Regions from separate parts of the Mus musculus genome. Here region 2 is linked to region 1. A link is a contact called in public promoter capture Hi-C data. All regions are on one chromosome and are shown on one strand. The core of a region is the stretch at or near the end of the contact, and the rest is flanking DNA. Distances in the headings are between cores, read along the strand shown.

What was found. Promoter capture Hi-C pulls out the DNA fragments that hold promoters and counts their contacts.
Region 2: a promoter capture Hi-C map of neutrophils shows a contact between it and region 1. The contact joins the promoter of Slc40a1 here to the enhancer-like site in region 1. A contact is called at or near these places in 6 of 39 promoter capture datasets (the C10 cell line, the HPC-7 cell line, fetal liver and 2 more), 1 of 15 datasets of contacts at CTCF or cohesin (the NIH/3T3 cell line), 13 of 484 Hi-C or Micro-C datasets (the G1E-ER4 cell line, bone marrow-derived macrophages, embryonic fibroblasts and 7 more), 9 of 115 datasets of contacts at active chromatin or transcription factors (cardiomyocytes, embryonic stem cells, microglia and 2 more) and 3 of 9 other capture datasets (adipose tissue, liver and pancreatic islet).

What each region holds. Positions count from the first base shown.
Region 1 is chr1:45,876,166-45,882,522 of GRCm38.p6, reverse strand. No RefSeq gene overlaps it. Among named protein-coding and RNA genes, the nearest start is that of Slc40a1, 46 kb to the left of the region's middle. Within about 2 kb of position 1,517, at least 37 of the 459 cell types and tissues checked have an H3K27ac peak or open chromatin away from gene starts, as enhancers often do. A contact at or near this core is called in the G1E-ER4 cell line, the HPC-7 cell line, bone marrow-derived macrophages and 2 more, where this site is marked.
Region 2 is chr1:45,922,989-45,929,541 of GRCm38.p6, reverse strand. It overlaps Slc40a1 (solute carrier family 40 (iron-regulated transporter), member 1), which reads left to right and starts at 3,948. Exons shown (of 8, transcript NM_016917.2): 1 at 3,948-4,321; 2 at 4,758-4,825. The coding sequence starts at 4,279.

The DNA.
Region 1 (6,357 bases), core at 268-2,767:
ATAAACAGGCATAAACAGGGATTCTCGGACTTCAAGATGACACAAGGAGGTGACAAGGGAATTTATCCTTCAAACACGTTCAGACAGCAGGGCAGAATTTCAACTGGGAGGAGGGACTCTTTTGACCTGGGAAGTAACTTTATGGTGCTATCAGGAACTAGTAGTGTGTTTTTAATTGCCCTCTTCTCATAACTCAAACGTGGGGGCACTTGTTTTCTTCTCTTCTTCCAAGGACAGGAGCCACCTGCACTTGGAAGTGCTAGCCATCTATCCATCTATCAGGGAGTGTTGCCAACCTCAATGACATGGGGACTGAGGGATGTCGCTGTTTGTCTATTCTCAAGCTGGCATCTGTTGCTGTAGGGAGGGGTCGTTAGGGAGTGCCACCCTGAAAACGACAATAGCAATATTTCAGTGCCAGACCCGGCCCTCTCTGAAAAGCTGGGGAGGGGGAGCTCGCACGAATGGTGAGAAAGAGCAAGGGGGGGGGGGTGATGGGAAGCTCTGAGAGCATGGAGAAAGTGAGGAGGCAGGCTGCCTGCTCCCCTTCAATAAATATGGCTACTATATAAAAGGAGACAGTGATGAGGTGGGAAGAACACACTTCCACTAGCTTCTGGTAACCACACTCATGTGTTGGGTCACATCCTTTTGTTTTTTTCCCCCACAAAGATAACAATTTATCTCAGTTAAGTTCTGGAAGATTTAATGTAAGGCATTGGCAGAAATAGGCCAGAGACAAGTCCTAGAAACTCAAGAATCAGCCTGTGTGAGGGAGGCTTCATAGGTGACAGAGGGACACATCGGAGTTTGAATCATTTTGTTGCTTCTTCAGGGTCAGCACACTCAATGTTGAGAGTGACTCAGCTGTTTCTAGTTTCCCTGGACCCTGCCTGCTCAGCTTCCTCACTGGTTTGCTTAGTTTCACATTTGAGCTAATCTTCCTCATCTTTCCCATGATGTCAATCTCTACTCGTGACTTTGAAAAGATGCTTTTCAATAGTTTTCTGCCCTTCTAGATTGCTTTTCTTCTGCTCTGTTAGAGGCAGTCACACTATCTAATTTGGTCAACAGCTATCTTCCCCTTTTCTAAAAGCCCCCATCACCCTAAGAGGAAGCAGGCAGATATGGGGGTGCCATTCCCTTTCCTAGCTTCTGATACTCCAGTGCAATCTCCAATCTCTTCCTTTTACATTTTTATTTTATTTGAGACAACGTCTCACTATGTGCCTTGGCAGACTGAAAATTCACTTTGTAAATCACACTGAATATGAACTTGTTAGAGATCTACCTGCATCTACCTCCTGAGTGTTGGGATTAAACGTTTGCACTACCACACCCCCAGCTCAATCTTTTTTCTTATTTCTATTGAAAATAAATTCTTCTCTCATACAATACACTTTGACCACATTATCCCCTCCCTCCACTCCTCCCAGCTCCCTCCCCCACCCCATACACACCTCCTCACTTACTGGATCTACTTCCCCTCCATTTCCCACTAGAAAAGAAGAAGCCTCCGAGAGACAGCAACAAAACACAGCAAAACAAAATACAGTATGACAAGGCAAAAGCCTTCACAATGAAGCTGGACAAGGCAACCCAGCAGAAGGAAAAGATCCCAAAAGCACACAAAAGAGTCACAGACATACCTGCTTCCACAGTTAAGAGGTCCACACAAACACTAACAGCCACAACAAATACACAGAGAGCCTGGTGCAAACACGTGCTGGCCCCATGCCACTTCAGTGTCTGAGCCCATGTGAGCCCCACTTAGTTGATTCAGTGGATCATGATCCCCCAGTGTCCTTGACTCCTTTGACTCCTACAATCGTCCCTCCACCTTCTGGGTTCCAAAGGGAGAGACCTGATGGAGACCTCCAATTTACACTCTCTGCATAATGTCTGGCTGTGGGTCTTGGCATTCATGCTGAGGTGCTGTTGAAGGGAGCCTCTCTGATAACAACTAGATAAGGAACTGATTTACAGAATAGGAGACTATCATTAGGAATCATTTTATTGATTTTTTTTTTTCTACAGAGACTTGAAGTTCTTGTCACGTAGGTCTTTCGTTTGCTTGGTTAGAATTAGACCAAGATATATCATATTATTTGATGCTGTTGTGAAAGGTGGTGTTTCCCTGATTTCTTTCTCAGTCTATTTGTCCTTTGTATATATGAGGTTTACTGATATTTTTATTTTTATTTTATGTTTAATTAATCTTGTATTCAGGCACTTTGCTGAATGTGTTTACCAGTTGTAGGCTTTCCCTGGTAGAATTTTTGGGGTGGCTAATATATACCACCATATCATTGGTGAATAATGATACTTTGACTTCTTGATTTACAATTTGTATCCGTTTGAAGTCCTTCAGTTGCTTTAACTGCTCTAGCTAAAACTTCAAGTGTTATATTGAATAGATATGGAGAGAGTGGGCAATCTTGACTTGTTCCTGATTTAGTGGAATTGCTTTGAGTTTCTCTCTATTTACATTGATGGTAGCTATCAGCTTGCTGTAAATTGCCTTTATTACACTTAGGTATGTTCCCTTAATCTCTCTAGGACTTCTGTCATGAAGCGGTGCTGGTTTTTCTGTCTACTTTTAATGAGATAATCATGTCATTTTTTTTCATTTAGTTTGTTTATATGGTGGATTACATTTTTAAATTTATGTATATTGAACTGTCCCTGTATCTCTGGTATGTATGAAGCCTATTTGATCATGCTTGATGATCGTTTTGATATGATTCAGTTTGAAGTATTTTGAGTATTTTTGTATGTATGCTCATAATGGAAATTTTTCTATAAATTTCTTTCTTTCTTTCTTTCTTTCTTCCTTCCTTCCTTCCTTCCCTCCTTCCTTCCTTTCTTCCTTTATTTCTCTCTCTTTCTCTTTCTTTCTTTCCTTCCTTCCTTTTTTCTTTCTTTCCTTCCTTCATTTTTTCTTTCTTTCCTTCCTTCCTTTTTTCCTTCCTTCCTTCCTTCCTTCCTTCCTTCCTTCCTTCTTTCTTTCTTTCTTTCTTTCTTTCTTTCTTTCTTTCTTTCTTTCCTTCTTTCTTTCTTCTCTTTCCCTTTCTTTTTTGTTTTTGAGTCTTTACGTGGTTTAGGTATTAGGGTAACTGTGGCCTTATAAAATGAATTTGGCAATGTCCCTTCTGTTTTTATTTTGTGGAACAATTTTAGGGGTATTGGGGTTAATTCTTCTTTGAAAGTATGCTAAAACCATCTTGTTCTACGATTTGTTTTTGTTTGTTTGTTTGCTTGCTTGCTTGTTTTGGTGCGGAAACTTCTAATGACTGCTTCTATTTTCTTATGGGTTTTAGGACTGTTTATCTTATCTTGATTAACCTTGTAAGTGGTACCTATTCAGAAATGTTCCAAGTTGGTGGAGTACAGGTTTTTAAAGTATGTCTTTATGACTCTCTGTGTTTTCTCAGTTTCTGTTGTTATGTACCCCTTTTTGTTTCTGATTTTGTTAATTTGAATATTCTCTCCATATTTTAGTTAGTTTGGATAAAAATGTGTCTGTCTTGTTGATTTTTTTCAAAGAGCCAACTTTTTCATTGATTTGGGGGTTTGAGTTTGGGGTAACAGAGAGAGCTGGATATATACTTTTTAAGTCACTAAAATCCCATCTTGGTTTCCTAAGTATATCTGACATCCAGAGGAAGAAAAATGTATCTAAAACTTTACTCATTTTTGGTTGCTTTGTTGGCATGTGGGTATATGTTGATTTTGATATTATTTCTTAAGATGCATAGCCATATCTAAATATTTATTGGATAACACTAATGTAGTGGCCTATTGGAAATATTTGTCTTCCCCCTTCTATTTCTCTATATTTCTGCTGCAGATGATTTTGACACCAATTAACCAGAGAATAAATTTGTCTGTAACTTGTTCCACTCTTCCACTGGCCTCACTCCATACATTTAGTTGATTGTCTTATGTCAACTATTTCCTAAGTGTGCCTTCGATTCCCCACCTCTATTGCTATTCTTCCAATTCATGATCCTGTCATTGCCATCAGAGAACAAATGGCTAGGATGCATACTTATCATATCAAAGTGGACCTGGCAGTTAAATTCTTCCATCTTCCTTCAGTCCCCACCTCTTACAGGATATGACTGGCATGCCTTACCAGTTACTCTAAACTTCTCTAGCCCAGGAACTGTCTGCCCTTCCCCAGATGCCCTTCTGTATATTATCCAGCCATTTTGGTTACCGAGCTCTTCCATCTATGCTTGACCCTCCTAACTTGGTCTGGTTCTTGCCCACAGCCCCATCTTCACATGGCTCAAATTCATGTCTGCTCTAGACTCTCCCAGGTATTCTTGCCTCTGGCTATGTTCTCCCTTTTTATCTAAAATAAACCTCCACCTTTTTTATTTCATTTTTAAATTCATCACCTACCTGAACCAATAAAATGACCTTGCTGGAAATTCTGCTTCTATTCTTTACCTCTGCAATCTTCACACTATGGGGAAATTAAAAGTAGTAATTCAAAATTATTCACTTCATAGAATTATATCTTTCAAACAATATATTTTACCGTTAAGGATAAAGCTTAATCTTCTTGTGAAATGTAAAAACTCTATAATTTAGTCTCTGATCACTGATCACACCTCATTTAATTCCATCTCAGTCCATAACTAACAACTTACAACTACTGAATCTGCCTCATCCTTTCTTATATCCTGGCAAATCCAGTTCTTCTGTCTCAATTCAGTTTGAACGACTTCACTCAGGAGCACTTTCTCAATCAGCTTCAAGGAAGATGGAGGACAATCCTATTATCACCATTTTTATGGCACTTGTCTCAAGGCTGTGAAATGACTGACCTTCTGTTTCCTTAAGTGGCTGAGACTCTCCACAGGGCAGGTCTCTGCTTTACTATCTCAGTGTCCTACGTGCCTCAGAGCACCTCGCCCAAAAGCAGCAGGTGGGGAAGAGAATGAAATTTATTTCTAGTTCCTAATTCCTTCTTTCTAAGTATTTTTTTTTCTATTAAGTTTTCTTTATTTTTTTATATGGGTGTTTTACATGTATACATGCTTGTTTACCACTTGTGTTCTTGGTACCTAAGAAGACCAAAAAAAGGTGTTGGATCCCGTGGAACTAGAGTTATAGACAACTGTGCCCTCCATGAGAGTTGTGTCCTCCAACATCTCTCTAGACCCTTGGTTTTGTTTTTCTTTCTTTCTTCTTCCACTTTCTAAAATAAATTTTTCTTGAGCAGAAAAAGGAAGATGGAGTGAGATTCATTTTAATTTTCACATCTCCTGTGAGGGTTTGGAAGATAGTAGAATATGGAAGTAAAGAGATGTAATTTGTAGTGTGACTCTGGTAAGTAAAATGTTTCAGAGACTCAGGATTTAAAGGATGTGAAGGGATCTATCTGGCTTTATCTTGGCCTTATTATTTCATCACGAAGTATACTTGTTACCAAATGCCCGGGACAGAAGGGTAGCTTCAGTGAATGAAGTTCAGAATTCTAAAGTACACCCTAGCTGTGGTTGGCACCCCAGAGAATGAGGGTGTCCCAGGTCATATGAGGATTATTCAACTAGCTCCATGGCTACCTCAAGCAAATTTATGCTTTCTTCCCTAAACATTGTACAGTTACAGGAAAGTACTTAATCTTTCTGCCTTGGTTTTTTACAGTAAAACAAGGTCAAAGAGTTTTCAGGTGACAGCCGTTAATAATTATAGAAAAAGCATTGTAAAATGCCCCAGTCAGAACATTTCTTTGTGTCTAAATGATAATTTATTAGTTGACAGGTTCTTTCCGCATTTCATTTGGTTGTAATTGTTTTGCCTTTGGCTCCATTTATTTCCCTGGTAGGTACCACACCTGTCCATTCTCCAATCACATGCTCCTCTCTTGTTAGCTAAAGACTCGACCAAGGCCAGCTCAGACCGATCTTTGGTCTCTCAGCTATTAACTAACTTTACTTGTTGCACTTAACATGTCAATCTAGAATCTAGAGAATAGTCTAGAGTCTAGAGAATATCACTCTAGAGAATAGTTCATAAAAGTCTGTTGTCCACTTCCAGATTCACTTGGATATTTTTAATAAATTATCTGGATACGTGTCAGTGAATATACTCAGTTCATCTCTGTGGAGGCTTGTTCTGTTTTATTGTTAAAATGATAAAAAAAATGTTTAAGGACCCCTGTGTATTGAGGGTTATGATAAGTACACACAATAGACTAACTGATTTGAGCTTCATTAGAATTTAAAAATTCATTATCTTTGGATTTATAGACACAAATGATACTTGACTCAGTCACAAGGAAGTCGGAGGCAGGACAAGGGTGTTATACTGCCATAGCTTTGACCTCATGGTCAGCTACAC
Region 2 (6,553 bases), core at 2,699-5,198, 45 kb before region 1:
TAAAAGTAATATTTACTGAAATAAAACAGAACAAACCAAACCAAGGAGAAGTATAGTGCACATACCAGGAAAGGTCTTGAGCACTGGACCTCGAACTGTTTCCTAAGTAGAACATTTTTGCCTTTTGCCTAGAATGCAAAATTTGTGACTAGAAATTTCTGGCCATCTTAGTAGGAATTAGCTTCGAGGGGTTTCTTAGAAGCAGGTATGCTGTATGGCATGTCGGAGGCAGATGACTTGAATAGGTGTGTACACTGAGAACTCTTTGGAGGTATGAGAGATCTGAGATTTATACTCTCTTCTGTGAGGGCAGCAAGCAATTGAGAAATCAAATGAACAGGGACCTAGTAGCTGAGACCTGTCTGTCTGTTTGGATAAGCCCTAGGATGGCAAGGCTGAGAGAGGTCTTTAGGGTTGTAGTTAATAAGCATCCAGCTTTGGTGTTTAGCTGGAAACAAGCAATAAAGGAATGGACTTTATTTCATAACAGAAATAAAGTTAGACAGAAAGGATCTATGGCAAAAGTTAAGAGACCAAAATACTTATTAAGTGAAATTCATATATATTTTCTGGCTATATATGGAGAAAATTAAACAATGAACACAGCTCTCTATTTTAGTTTCCAATATAACGTGCAAGATTTGATTTCTGTTTTCTTCTTTCTACATATCTTTCCTATATTAATCCCTGATTTGGGAAAATGGCAGAGTTTCCTTTTAAGACACTGTTTTTTGTTTTTGTTTTTTTAATAACTGAGGTAAAAAAAATCACATGAGATAAATTCATTGTTTATGTCATTTTAATACAGCTTTGACACTTTGGATAATTCACAATGTTGCATCATCACCAGTGACAAGACATCCATCATTTTATGCCCAGTGCCCAGGATCTTGTCATTACCTACTCTTCTTTCAGACCTTGAGGACAACTATGATATTATTATTATTATTATTATTATTATTGTATACATTATTGTAACATACACAGTGTATATATTACCACGTATATAATGTAATAAATATATATTTAATATTCATACACAAATACTATATATTATGTATAACACATACTTATAAATGTTTATATATTATATGTTATAAATGTTGTATAACAAAATATTTATATATAATATATAATGTAAATAATGTATATTACATATTAAATATATACTTTTGAAATATTATGCATTCATTTTTTAAAGCTAGAGATGTATGAGGAGAATGGAGGAGAGGTCACGTATTTATACAAAGCTTGCCAAGGTTGAGTTTCTTGGGATACTCAACCAAAATAAAGCGTTATGATGATGATCATCTTTCTGTTCGTTGTCTATGACTTGAAGTAAGACCCTGAATTTGAATTTCTCAAGAGTCTACTCAGTTTGAAGCTTATAGAAGTCTCAGACAGTCTTGAAAGGCACTTGAACAGAATTGTGGCTTTGTACTGTTAAAGCTTTGCATCTGATGGGAGCTCTGTCCTCAGAGCTAAGGCTTCCTGTAACAGTGGATGATAACCCCACTGTGTTTTTTCCTTTTCATTTGTCTTCACGGCTGTGGAGTAGTGGCCATTCCCTGTGCTGTTTTTGATCTGGAGAGCTGCAGGTGCAGAAGAGGCAACTGAGGGCCCTGGAGGTAAGTAAAAACACAACTTGAAAGGAAGGAATAAGTCCTTTTATTCCCCAACCATAAATATGTGTTAACAACTTCCAATCAGAGTACATTTTATTCTGGCTGGAAGATTTAAAAGGCTCTTTTAAAACTAACAGACTTTTAAACAGCTCAATAGTGACACACGCCTGTTATTCCAGTGCTGGGGAAGCTGAGGCAGAAGGATTCTGAGTTCAGAGCTGGTATGAGTAACTTAGATTCTGTCTCATAAATATCATATTGAAATGAATTGAGAAATAGTTTTGGGGGGCACTTATTTTTTGTTTTTGAAAACTGGTTTAAAACATGCATGACTTGTTTAGTTATGATTACATTGATAAGAAAGTTATATATTTTCTGTTCTGAGAGGGAAAACATTGCTTTTGGATGAAACTTTACTTTTCAATCAGTGAAATGTTTCTGTGGTAGGAGGAAGAGCCAGTGGTGTCTTGTGACTGAGCTATGCTTTCTAATCTGGAATGTCAAGGCCAGGAAACTCTGTCACTTGTGTACTCCAAGCGTTCTGAGAATTTTTATTCCATTTTCTATTTTAACTCCTTCTATGTCATGAGCTCCAACAATACACTAACTATTCATTCCCAACGACTAGGATAGGAGCCCTGGCCAAGTCCTCAGATATTGAATGCTTTTTCTGTCTATGAATCTTGCTCATTTGCTGCTTGCTTCACTGTGGGACCCCACCTGTTCTTAGCACTCTCCTAGTTTGGGCTTCTGAGGACTCCTTGGTGACAATGGGGAACAGAAGCTCCCCATTGATGACAATGGAGAACACATCACACTTTGAAGCACGCATCAACTGAGCTCCTGTTTCTCAGAGTCTTCTGACTAGATGTGGGGGATAGCTCTTAAGGCACACTGTACTTAATGCAAAGGGCATGGAGATCCTGTTATTGGCACATACGTGCAGGGAATCAGGATAGTTTGTATTCTGAAGATCAACAAAATTAAAGGAAAGGAAGGAAGGGCTGGGGGAAGAGAGAGACAGAGAGACAGAGAGACAGAGACAGAGAGAGACAGAGAGAAAGAAACCGTCAGAACTTGCTAGATGATCCCTTCCTAAGTGCTTCATGTAAGCACACTTTAGGTTTACTCCAAAAGACATTTGGATATACTACCCCATTTTGCAACTTCAGCAGACATACCCGAACCTGCGATAGAGGAGAAAGGACTTAAACGTTTTGTGTGTCAGGAGAGAGAAAGGTTTGCAAAGGACAAAAAGCGGTTGCAGTAGCAAAGCCCTATCTCGGTTCTGCAGACCTCATCCTAACGAATCCAGCTGCACCCCGCCCGCAAAGACCTTTGGGGCTTCTGATAGAGAGTCCAGATACAAGGCCTGTGCTCATGAGTGGCTCTCTTCATTACCAGGTGTCATTCTGGCAGGGCTGGAAGAGTGCAAGCCGGTTGGAGTTTCAATGTTTAGGATCACTCTTGAAGTGTTGACAAACCTGACAAAGGTAAGGGAAGGGAAGGGCTGACACAAGAAGCAGGTATGCCCTGGGGAGGAAACGGAGGTCATTAGAGGCTTACACCTGGTGTGTATTCACCTGTCCCCCCAGGAGGCTACCAAAAGGGCTTTATCTGCACGGGGCCAGACCCAGGGTCCCAACTGGGACAACCGGTATTCCTGGTTACTTCCCTTCAGCACTTGGAGCCTGTGGAGTAGCCAAAGAGGCAGGAGCGGCTAGGGTTAGAACTCAGAGGGAAAGGACAGTGAAGGGCGCTGCCTCCTTGCAGTGCCTGTGGCACAGAAGGCGGCCTGCGTTCGATCACTGGGCTGCGCGGGGCTACATTGTGATCTTTGAGCCTGCTTCCTGAGCTTTGATTCCGCAGCTTTTGAGAGAGAGCCCTCTCTATAGTTCGGAGAAGGAAAACATTCTGCGCCGCAGGCAGGCCGGACATGACTTGTATTTACTTAGCTACCTGCATTCCGAAGGGTAGCTAGGGTGGGAGGCTCCTTTTTTTCCGCGCCAGCTCCCGCTGAGCTTTGCCTAGGGACTGTCCGGCAATCTGGTGGCCAGAGAGAAGAGCTTCCTTCTAGCACCTGCCAAACGACTTTGTGCAAAATGTTTCTGTAGTGTCCCCTCGGGGTCCGCATACAGTCCCCGTCCTACTGTGCGGGTCACCCCTTGGCTTCTCCTGCGGTAGCCCAGCCAAAGCGCAGGTTGTTTGCGCCTCCTGGGAGGGCGGTGGGAGCGTAGCTGGCGCGGACCTGGACGTCCAGCCGCGAAGGGCGGTCCCTGCTCTCTCAAGCTCCGCCCCCGGCTCCCTATAAGCCGCTGCCCTGCCCGCGGCGGTGGCGGCGGCGGCGGCGGCGGCGAGAGCAGGCTCGGGGTCTCCTGCGGCCGGTGGATCCTCCAACCCGCTCCCATAAGGCTTTGGCTTTCCAACTTCAGCTACAGTGTTAGCTAAGTTTGGAAAGAAGACAAAAAGAAGACCCCGTGACAGCTTTGCTGTTGTTGTTTGCCTTAGTTGTCCTTTGGGGTCTTTCGGCATAAGGCTGTTGTGCTTATACTGGTGCTATCTTCGGTTCCTCTCACTCCTGTGAACAAGCTCCCGGGCAAGAGCAGCTAAAGCTACCAGCATCAGAACAAACAAGGGGAGAACGCCTGGTGTCATGACCAAGGCAAGAGATCAAACCCATCAGGAAGGATGCTGTGGTGAGTTGAGTAATCGAATGTTTCAAATGGTGGGAATGCAGGTGGGGACGGGGAGATGTAGTTCCATGAGGGTTGACTTGGGTTTTGATGGAGGGTGAAGAAGAATATAAACTCATAGTTTGAATAAAAGAACTTACATATAGGCAGGGATAGAGTAACCTGGGCAGGGTGAAATTTCTTGCATTAAAAAAACAAACCCCACCAAAGTTAAGGAATGTTGAAACAAGAGTTTCTTCACTGCCTGAAGTTGGGGCGGTTATTGACCAAGAGACAACGCTGAATCTTAAGTGGATGCTATTAAGTAAACTGAATGCATCAGTCTTGTAAGTGACCTGTTTAAAAAAATCAGACTTAATTACGACCAAAAGCAAATTCTAATCTGAGCACATTGGGGTGCTTAAACACGTTTTTTAACTTGTTCTCTGTGCCTTTCTAGGATCCTTAGCAAACTACCTGACCTCAGCAAAATTCCTCCTCTACCTTGGCCACTCTCTCTCCACTTGGGTAAGTGAGAATGCACACAGTTCTTGAGACATCGTTGCACAAGCTGTTGTTTACTCTCATCGGAGACAGTTGTATTGGAGAACTTGCAGTTTTCTCATTCCGTTAAGTAAATAAATCGTTCTAAAACACATGTTTCAACAAAAACGTTGTTTTCTTCAAAGATGTTTCCCATGAGTGTTAGTAAATTTTACTTAATAGTGAAATTCTAAAGCTTTACATAGACCGACAACTGTTTGAAACAAGATCCACAAGGACAGGAAAACTTGCATAGTTACTAGGGTTGGTAAATTCTAACTGGGCCTCCTACTGAACTGGAAAGGTATTTCATGGGCCCTCTTGGGTTTACGTCTGGTACCAGCATGCAGCATTATAGAAACAGAGTACAAGGGTAGACTGGCGAAAACTGGCATAATAGGATTACAATAGTATTGTAAGATGAGTTTAAGTATACCTAATCAATGATCAAACATCTAAATGATAACAGCTCTAATCTTCGAAGTTGTTATCTGTGGCTACTTAATTTGTGGGTAGTGTTAAAAGCCACCACCCAATGAAAATTAGCTATGGATTCACAGTTCTTCCTTTGGCTTCCTATGGGAGAATCTCAGTTTTTCTGCTGGCCTGGGATCCTCTATCAACTCCTCGATACTCATTAGCAGGCTGGCTGTGCTCAATGGATAATTATTAGAAACTGTCGGGTTAAACAATCATTCTTACTGCTTAAAAGCATAAACATATTCTGTGCGTTACAAATAAGGAAAATGAATTTCTAAAGAATATTTTGAAGTGCTAATTTCTTTTTAATGAAATCCCCTATTGATTGATTTATAAGACGTGAATGGAAACCATCATGAGGAAATGTATTCCCTATGCCATTGGGAAATTAAGTTGGGTTGTTGGCTCTCTAAGGAATAGCAGTCCTAGATAACTTTTTAGAAAAGGAAGCTCCCATCTTTTTGAATGCTTACAAAGGGGGTGATTTTGCAAATAAATGAATAAACAAAGTGGAATTGGCTAGAGTTTGCTTTGAAGATGGGTATAAGGGGGAAAAGCAAAACAAAACAGTGAAGAACCCTTTATACATCTAAACCAATAGTTTGTTCTCCCAATTTAATGTCATAATAAGCATTAAAAGGACCAGTAATGGACGTGTCTGAAGTCCCCTTGGACAACCAGGTGCCTCGCTTCTAAGCACTGATTAACTTCCAGGTTCATGTGACCTTTGGGTGACAGACTGGGTGTCAGGCTCCAGAAACATGAGAGGAGCTATGTGTGTTCCAGGGCAATTTGAAAAAGACTTCCGTCAGAAAATTTAAAGCAAGTTCCAAAAGAAAATGAAAGATGCTTGTTGAAACCTAATAGTAAATTAAGTAAATGGACAGGTCCTCGGGAGAAAGAGGGATGAAAAGTAACAATAGCACTGGAAGCCATAGAAGGGTGGGTCGGATTTTATTCCTCACTGCAAAGGAATGCAAGAAAGGATTGCTAATTTTGTTTTATGTCCTTCGTATCTTGTGGGTCACTCTGTTTACATATATATATATATATATATATATATACATATATAATATATACATACATATGTGTGTATATATACATATATGTGTATATAAAATATTATTATATATTATTTAATTATATTTCTATTTAACTATTATTTATAAATAAAATATTGTATATACATTTTACAGCACTGCTAAGTCATGATTTCTTAGATATTGGATATAG